Regions from separate parts of the Mus musculus genome. Here region 1 is linked to region 2. Evidence: chromatin contacts called from public Hi-C data. All regions are on one chromosome and are shown on one strand. The core of a region is the stretch at or near the end of the contact, and the rest is flanking DNA. Distances in the headings are between cores, read along the strand shown. Region 1 overlaps Cers6 (ceramide synthase 6). Region 2 overlaps Cers6 (ceramide synthase 6).

Region 1 (3,368 bases), core at 474-2,973, 74 kb after region 2:
ATTTTTATATGAGAAAATAGAAATTTTAAGATGGCTTCCATTAAAACAACAAACAAAAAGTTTACTTACTTCCCAATCACAGAGACTTGAGTTTGGATCCTTAGAACCCACACTGATACCCAGGAAGGCACCAGAGTAAATCCCAGACTGGAGACATGGAGACAGAGGAACCCTGGAGCTCACTGTCCAACCAGTGTAACCGAACAGTGAGCTCCACATTCAGTAAAAGATGGTGTCTCAAGAAAGAAGAGGTAAATTGATAGAGGAAGACACTCAGTGGTAACTTCTGCACTCTATACACACATTCATATGTGAATGTGCATCTGTACATACACATACACGGGCCTCCACACATAGACAAATGCATACATATACATGACATACATACATGTGCATACACATACAAAGTTTGGTGTAAAAAGTCTAGCTGTTCATATTGCTCTCATTCCCATGGCCCTAATTTGGGGCTTTCTCCTTAGGAAACAAACCCCTTTCCATGATTGCATCACCAGGAATGCCTTGGAACAACCCTACTGTACTTGCAGGGCAGATTTTGTCCTCCTGTGTGTGATCCTGCTAAAACTCAAGTTCTCTGTATTTTTGTAGGATGCTCTGTTTCTTTTGTTTATTTCTTAAGCCAGGGTCTTGCTGTGTTACCCAAGCCCTCTTTGAACTGGCAATCTTCTTGGGTTAGCTTTCTGAATGTGGGGGCTATGAGCTATGGGTGATAGCCGAGGCTACATTTCAAATGTATTTATATGGTCTGTGTTAGGAAATGACTCAAATTCTTCATTCTGTGTGGTGCTTTAAAGAGTGTTTTTTTTTTTTTCACTTTTTTCCGTGTGGGATAATGACTGGGAGGACAACTCCTGGCTTAGTGAATAGGCAGGGTAAAATGTGTGTGACTAACAATAACTACAGTCACAGTAGTGATATAGCTGATCTTTACTGCTGTGAATTCTGAGTGTGGTTATCTTGTTGCTCACTGAAGGCCAGGTTCTGTGGTGTATGATGCATTTCCTCAACCTTAGAGGTAAAGTGGTCAGGCAAATTAACCTTGTTCAGGTGTTTTAGGGACTGAGCCAGTGCTGATGTGATGGTTCATAGTTAAGCAGCACTTTGGTTTACTGTTGTGTCTTCTAAAGGACATGGAAAAGTGCTTCCCCTCAACCCCCTGTCCCCAGTTGTCCTACTTTGAATGCAGGCACATCTAGAGAGAATGACATCTCATGACAGCTTTCTGCAGGCAGCCAAGCAGCAAGACTTCAGGACTCCGCGAAGCTGGAATGGATACGGGGGAGTCAAGGTCATGGTTACTTGGTCCCCAAATACCAATGATTGCTCTGACCTTAAAGTATGTTACATGCTTTTCTGTAATTGTCCCAAGCATTCCTGAGTCTGATAAGTCTCTTTCGAGGTTCCTCAATGCTATATCGACTTGTAGAAACTCCAGGACTGAAGGGGGTGGGGGTGGGGGAAGAAACTTAGATTTCAGAGGTTACTAAAATAACACTCATTGAAATATATTCATTATGAGTCCCCTAAAGGCATGGACTTCTCATGAGTCTGGAGCAGAGCTTGATTGTGAAAAATATTACTCCTCATTTGTATGCTGTGACGAAGTTGGCTTTGCAGACTTGCGCTGGCTACAGGCAGTGCCTGACAACTGGATCGCATTAGTATTCATGTCCCGTTTCCATGGGGAATAGAAAGTAGTAGTGCACAGGAGGGCTCGGGTAATTAGAGATGAAGTATTGATCTGTGAATCAGAGCCCGCACCTGCACAGTCTCTCTGCATTAGGAATCAGCAGCAGGGACCTCTGCCACACAGGAAAATCACACGCTGCATTCAACACAAACCGTTTTTCTTTTCTTTTTTTTTAATTCAACTGTGTTTTACTAAAATTCAAGAGCTGATGGCTTTCACATACAATGGTCATCATGAAATACTGCCTGATTTTTCCCCCTCCTTAAAAATCAGCTTTCTGGGAGAAATAAAGAGATGGACCACTTGTGTTTGTGACAACTATGTGTGTTCTCATGGTCTTGTCTGGGTGTGTGGGGAGTGAAGGGTTCTTAGGCCAAGGCATTGATGTGAATCAGACATTTCTGTGCAGCCAGCCTATGCTCCCATGAGAGATCTGTGTGTTCCTTCAGATCATCTGGTCCTGGGCTGCTGCTGTCCACTGTAAAGGCGGGACAGATAGCTGTTTATCCTGTGTCCTTCAAACTTCCCTTCTTCATTAACGCAAAAATGAATATGGTGCTTGTCAGGGGCTGACATTGCTATTGTGTTTGAGAGAAGACTGAAAGACTGTGAGCCAAAGGTTGTGGAGGACTTGGGTAAAACAGTGCCTCCTGACATAACAGGTTTACTACACTCAGGATTCACAGCAGCAAGACCAACACATGATCAAAACAGTTAATATTCCAGCATGAATGGGAAGGTGCATGCAGCCCCCACCCCTAACTGTGGAGCTCTTGACATGGATGGGTGCTCAGAGAGGAAGAGTCATGTATTTTTAGAGTTGTGGTCCTGGTAGGCTGACTATGCTCATCTGGATGAATCCCCCGCCCATTCAGAAGGCACAGGACAAGGTACAGGAGAAGAAAGGCATGCTGCCTACCTTCAGTAATCTAATAAAAGGATCAGATTCGTCTATAAATATGATCTGACTCTGGTGTGTGACCACAGGGTGGAAGAAATCTCACATGTAGAAGCAGCTTTGGTCAAAGATGCAGACAACGGAAGGGAGCTAGATCCCACTGTGGATCAGGCTCATTGCACTCTGGGAAAGCCCAGTATCCTGCAGTGTCTGCAGTAGAAGCTTCAGACCCAGGCTGGGGACCAGATGTGGCCCCATCACCATCCTAGCAAACAAGCAATTCTAAACAGCAGCTTGGTATGGAGAGAGAACTCAGTTAAGCACAAGCAGAAAGGACCTGGGTTCACTGCCCAGAATCATTGTGAACAAGCCCAGTTGCATGCTTGTAATTCCAGTACCAGAGAGTTGAGAGACAGGATGGTCTCTGAGACTCACTAGCAAAGAGCCCAGCCAACCCAGCAGCTGGAGGTCAAGTGGGAGACTCTGTCTCAGAACAAGATAGACAGCTCTTATGGAATGCAGCAGAGGTTGATTTCTTGCGTACACACACACACACACACACGTCCATGCACACAGAGCAAGAGCAACTAAGATGTAAGAGTGAGAACTACAGATCACTTGCCATAACTTAATATAGCCCTTTAGATAAAATGTGGAAATTGAAAATGTAATCCTTAACATTGGTTCATTATTATGGCCATTCCTTCTCTAGATAAAGTATGAATTCATTCAGTTACTCTGGCATGACACCTGCCTTTGGCA
Region 2 (3,448 bases), core at 737-3,236:
CAGACTCTCGGCTTGCAGCTCTGAGTACAGATGCCCAGGCAGCTCTCTTTGTTTTGTTGCTTGCCTTCATGTCTGCTAAAAGTCTACAGGCATTTTCTCTGGCCTCTTTAAAATGATACTTTTCCATGAAGTTTACCTTCCTGAAGTGAAATTTCACTCCTATTAGGTTCCTTAGTTTTTCTCCCAACATTAAAGATCTAATCCAGGCCATTACAAATGCTGGAGAAGAGCCACATTCCCAGCCCTGCTGAGCCATGTTGTTTGTTCTGTAGTGTCTGTAGGCAGGAGATATTGATGGAACAAGTACACAGCCTCAAAAATGCCTGGGGAGGCTGTATGACTAAGTACAAACATAGCTTGCTGGCTGTCAGATTCCCCTTTCCTCCAGCTACTGTTGGACACACTGTGCCTTGGCACTGGGGGCAAAGTTCAGACAGGCCTCTCTCCCAACTACAGGCTCATCGCCCACACATGATGGATAGATGGCCTCTAAAAGCATCTCAGTCTCTGCTACAAGATTGCAAGTAGGCAAGAGTCACCTTAGCTGAGTCACCCATGAATGAAGCACAGAGGTAGCAGCCCAGCCCCATACCAGAAAACCTCAGCGAGAAACAAAGCCTATCTCACATCTCACATTTCTCTGCTCCACCCTTGTTTCCCATGACCCTTCTGGGGATCTGAAGGCAGTAGTTATAAGTAGGTAGGGGACAGAGGAAATGGGATAGGTGGATCCTGGGGGGGGGGGCAGGAGATGGAAAGGGGACAATAAATGCCTATGTGGGACTTCTGTATGAGCCCAGACTCTTGGCATGCTTGCACATGGTCATTGCTTCTGTTAGATTTGACTTGCAAGAACACATTACATTTGAAAAATGGTGTAGACTTTTAAAATATAAGCCATAGAGCATTAACCTCCCTTTAGAATGTGACCCCCTGCTCTGTGTGACAGTACTGCTCATCTTCTCTGCTCAGGTCACTCTTACCTCTGACATCAGCTGATGGATATAAGTCATGACATTCTTCATCAGTTTCTTCTCTTGTCATAACATCTGTCTCTCTTTTTTCTCTCTCTCCTTCCTCTGCTCTACAGATAAAATCTGTCATATAAAATACTGTGGAGAACCTACCTCCCACCTTAAAGGGAAATCTATCACATTCTAAACACCATAGAAACATGAGGAAATAATTAGGACCCTGGTAGGACCTGAGACAGACCTGAGTCTGTAAGTTGGCACGCTACCTTTTCCTTACTAAAGTTTGGCCTTCAGCAATTTTTTTTTTAACCTTTGGAGACCTTAGAAATCTCCAAATAATAAACTCACAGGCTTTCATGAGGATTAACTAAATCAACAACAACACAGCATGCATGCACACGCGCGTGCACACACACACACACACACACACACACACAGAGCATTTAGTGAATGATACAGCATCTATTTCAGCCTGTTTCCACACTCTCATTGCATCACTCTTCTGAGGAGTGCACACGCTGCTACATTGTATCTTCACAGATTCAGATTCTGAAGTTTGGGAATGGAGCCAAAAGACCTAGAGTTATTAATGGCTCTTAGTCCATTTAAATACACCAAGTGATTATTTTTCCCCAATGATTATTTTTGAGTGTCTGTCTTTTAACTGGTTTTATCCCCTTATCTCATTATATTTTTAATTTGAATTTCCTATTTAAATTGGTTCTAAAGCTATGAGGGTAAAATATGTAGCAGTTATGAAGCGACATTTTATGTTGTTGATTACCTTTTCTGAGGGAGACACAAAAAAATGTCTCTTGACCTCAGATGGGCACCAGTGTCCAACAGAAGTACTATTTTACCAAAGATTAGCATGGTGTTACCAGTGATCTTATTGGTCTTCCAGCAGAGAGCATAGGAGAGGAGTTTCTCACAAGAGTCTGTGTGATACACCAATATCTGAATCACCATCTAGTTCCACAGACTGTGGTGACAGCTGCATGCAAAGTGCATAATGGAGTCCCAATTTCACTTAACCCTTTACTTCCTGTGTACTCTAGTACCTCCCCAGATCCCTTGCAGATGGGAAAGGAGTGATGGCTCTGCCAAGGGGGGGGGGCGCTACTGATCCCCCTTTTCTCCAGTCACAGCTGGAGTCAGGAGCTAGAAAAGTGGCTCAGTGGTTGAGTGCTTGCTGCTCTTCCAGAGGACCAGCGTTCAGTTCCCAGCACTCATGGCAAGTGAGTCATAAACACCTATAACTCCAGTCCTAGGGATCTGATATCCTTCTGTTCTATGTGGGCATCTTCAGGCACTTGCTCAAGTACATACAAACACATGTGTGAGCTCTCTCTTCACCTCTCTTTTTCCCACTCCCTCTCTCCCTTCTCCTCCTCCTCCCCGCACAGATAATAAATTAATTCTTGTATAAAAATTGTAGACAGATTCTCTAAAATTTGTCCTCATTTTTTTTTTCCATCTTAAGGAGATTGTTGTCATATATTTTAGCTAACCAGAAGATTATACAAGATTACTGGGAAAGTTTGTGAGTTTTGAATATATTTAAACTGTAAAACTAAAGAAATGAAGAAATGTGAGGGATGGTGTCAGAACAGAATGTTGAAGTTGTGAGTTCTTGAAGTTTAAAAAGGATAACTAACTTGAACTGAGGAGAAGCTGATGGGAAGTCTCTGGTTGCAGAATCGCTTAGTAGTTGGGGGCGGTAGATCAGCTAATGCTGGCAAATCAGAGGGCAGGAGAAGCCTATTTAATAGTACAAAAGCAAACTCCAAGAAAGATTATATTGTTGACAAGTGTTGGGTGGGGAACACAAAGAAGGGGGAGGAAGGAGTGATAATTTTACATACTGCTCCTGTGGGCTTGAGCCAGTGAGTAGATAAGTCATTTAAATTAAAAGGAAGAGGCAACCTTTCTTTTTAAATATTCACGTATACAGAAACCTTTATAAGTCATTTTATCATATAGGCACCAGTGAAAAGGATAGTAAAGGTTTTCTATGCTTATGGAGCTTGCGTTTTGGTAGTACACAATTACGTCATCGTAAACCTTTAAAAGGATGACAATTGAGTGAGACACCATCACACAACAACAACAAAATTGCAGTGCAAAATTACCAGAATAAATGGCTTTTTATATCCAAGTGATAAAACAGATAAGTCAGTTAAATGATTATAAGAAAGGATGATATATATATATATATATATATATATATATATATATATATATATAAATATAAAATAAGACCCAAGAAGAAGGAGGAAAACATTTAAATACTCTTGGAGTGCATTGAGACAAGTTGATTGAAGATGTTAATTAAGAATTGGTATGCTGGGCGTGATGGCGCACGCCTTTAATCCCAGCACTCGGGAGGCAGAGGCAGGCGGATTTCTGAGTTCGAGGCCAGCCTGGTCTACAAAGTGAGTTCCAGGACAGCCAGGGCTACACAGAGAAACTCT

The links. A called contact is a pair of places that touch in the nucleus more often than the background predicts.
Region 1: a Hi-C map of Sertoli cells shows a contact between it and region 2, with 4 times the contacts expected there. The contact joins two enhancer-like sites. A contact is called at or near these places in 3 of 484 Hi-C or Micro-C datasets (Sertoli cells, liver and nephron progenitors), 3 of 115 datasets of contacts at active chromatin or transcription factors (embryonic stem cells, intestinal crypt epithelium and intestinal villus epithelium) and 2 of 9 other capture datasets (adipose tissue and pancreatic islet).

Annotation. Positions count from the first base shown.
Region 1 is chr2:69,009,933-69,013,300 of GRCm38.p6, forward strand. The region is part of intron 4 of Cers6 (ceramide synthase 6); the gene reads left to right. Among named protein-coding and RNA genes, the nearest start is that of Gm52515, 43 kb to the left of the region's middle. Within about 2 kb of position 1,724, at least 40 of the 459 cell types and tissues checked have an H3K27ac peak or open chromatin away from gene starts, as enhancers often do. A contact at or near this core is called in Sertoli cells, where this site is marked.
Region 2 is chr2:68,935,500-68,938,947 of GRCm38.p6, forward strand. All of the region lies in intron 2 of Cers6 (ceramide synthase 6), which reads left to right. Among named protein-coding and RNA genes, the nearest start is that of Gm52515, 31 kb to the right of the region's middle. Within about 2 kb of position 1,987, at least 24 of the 459 cell types and tissues checked have an H3K27ac peak or open chromatin away from gene starts, as enhancers often do. A contact at or near this core is called in Sertoli cells, where this site is marked.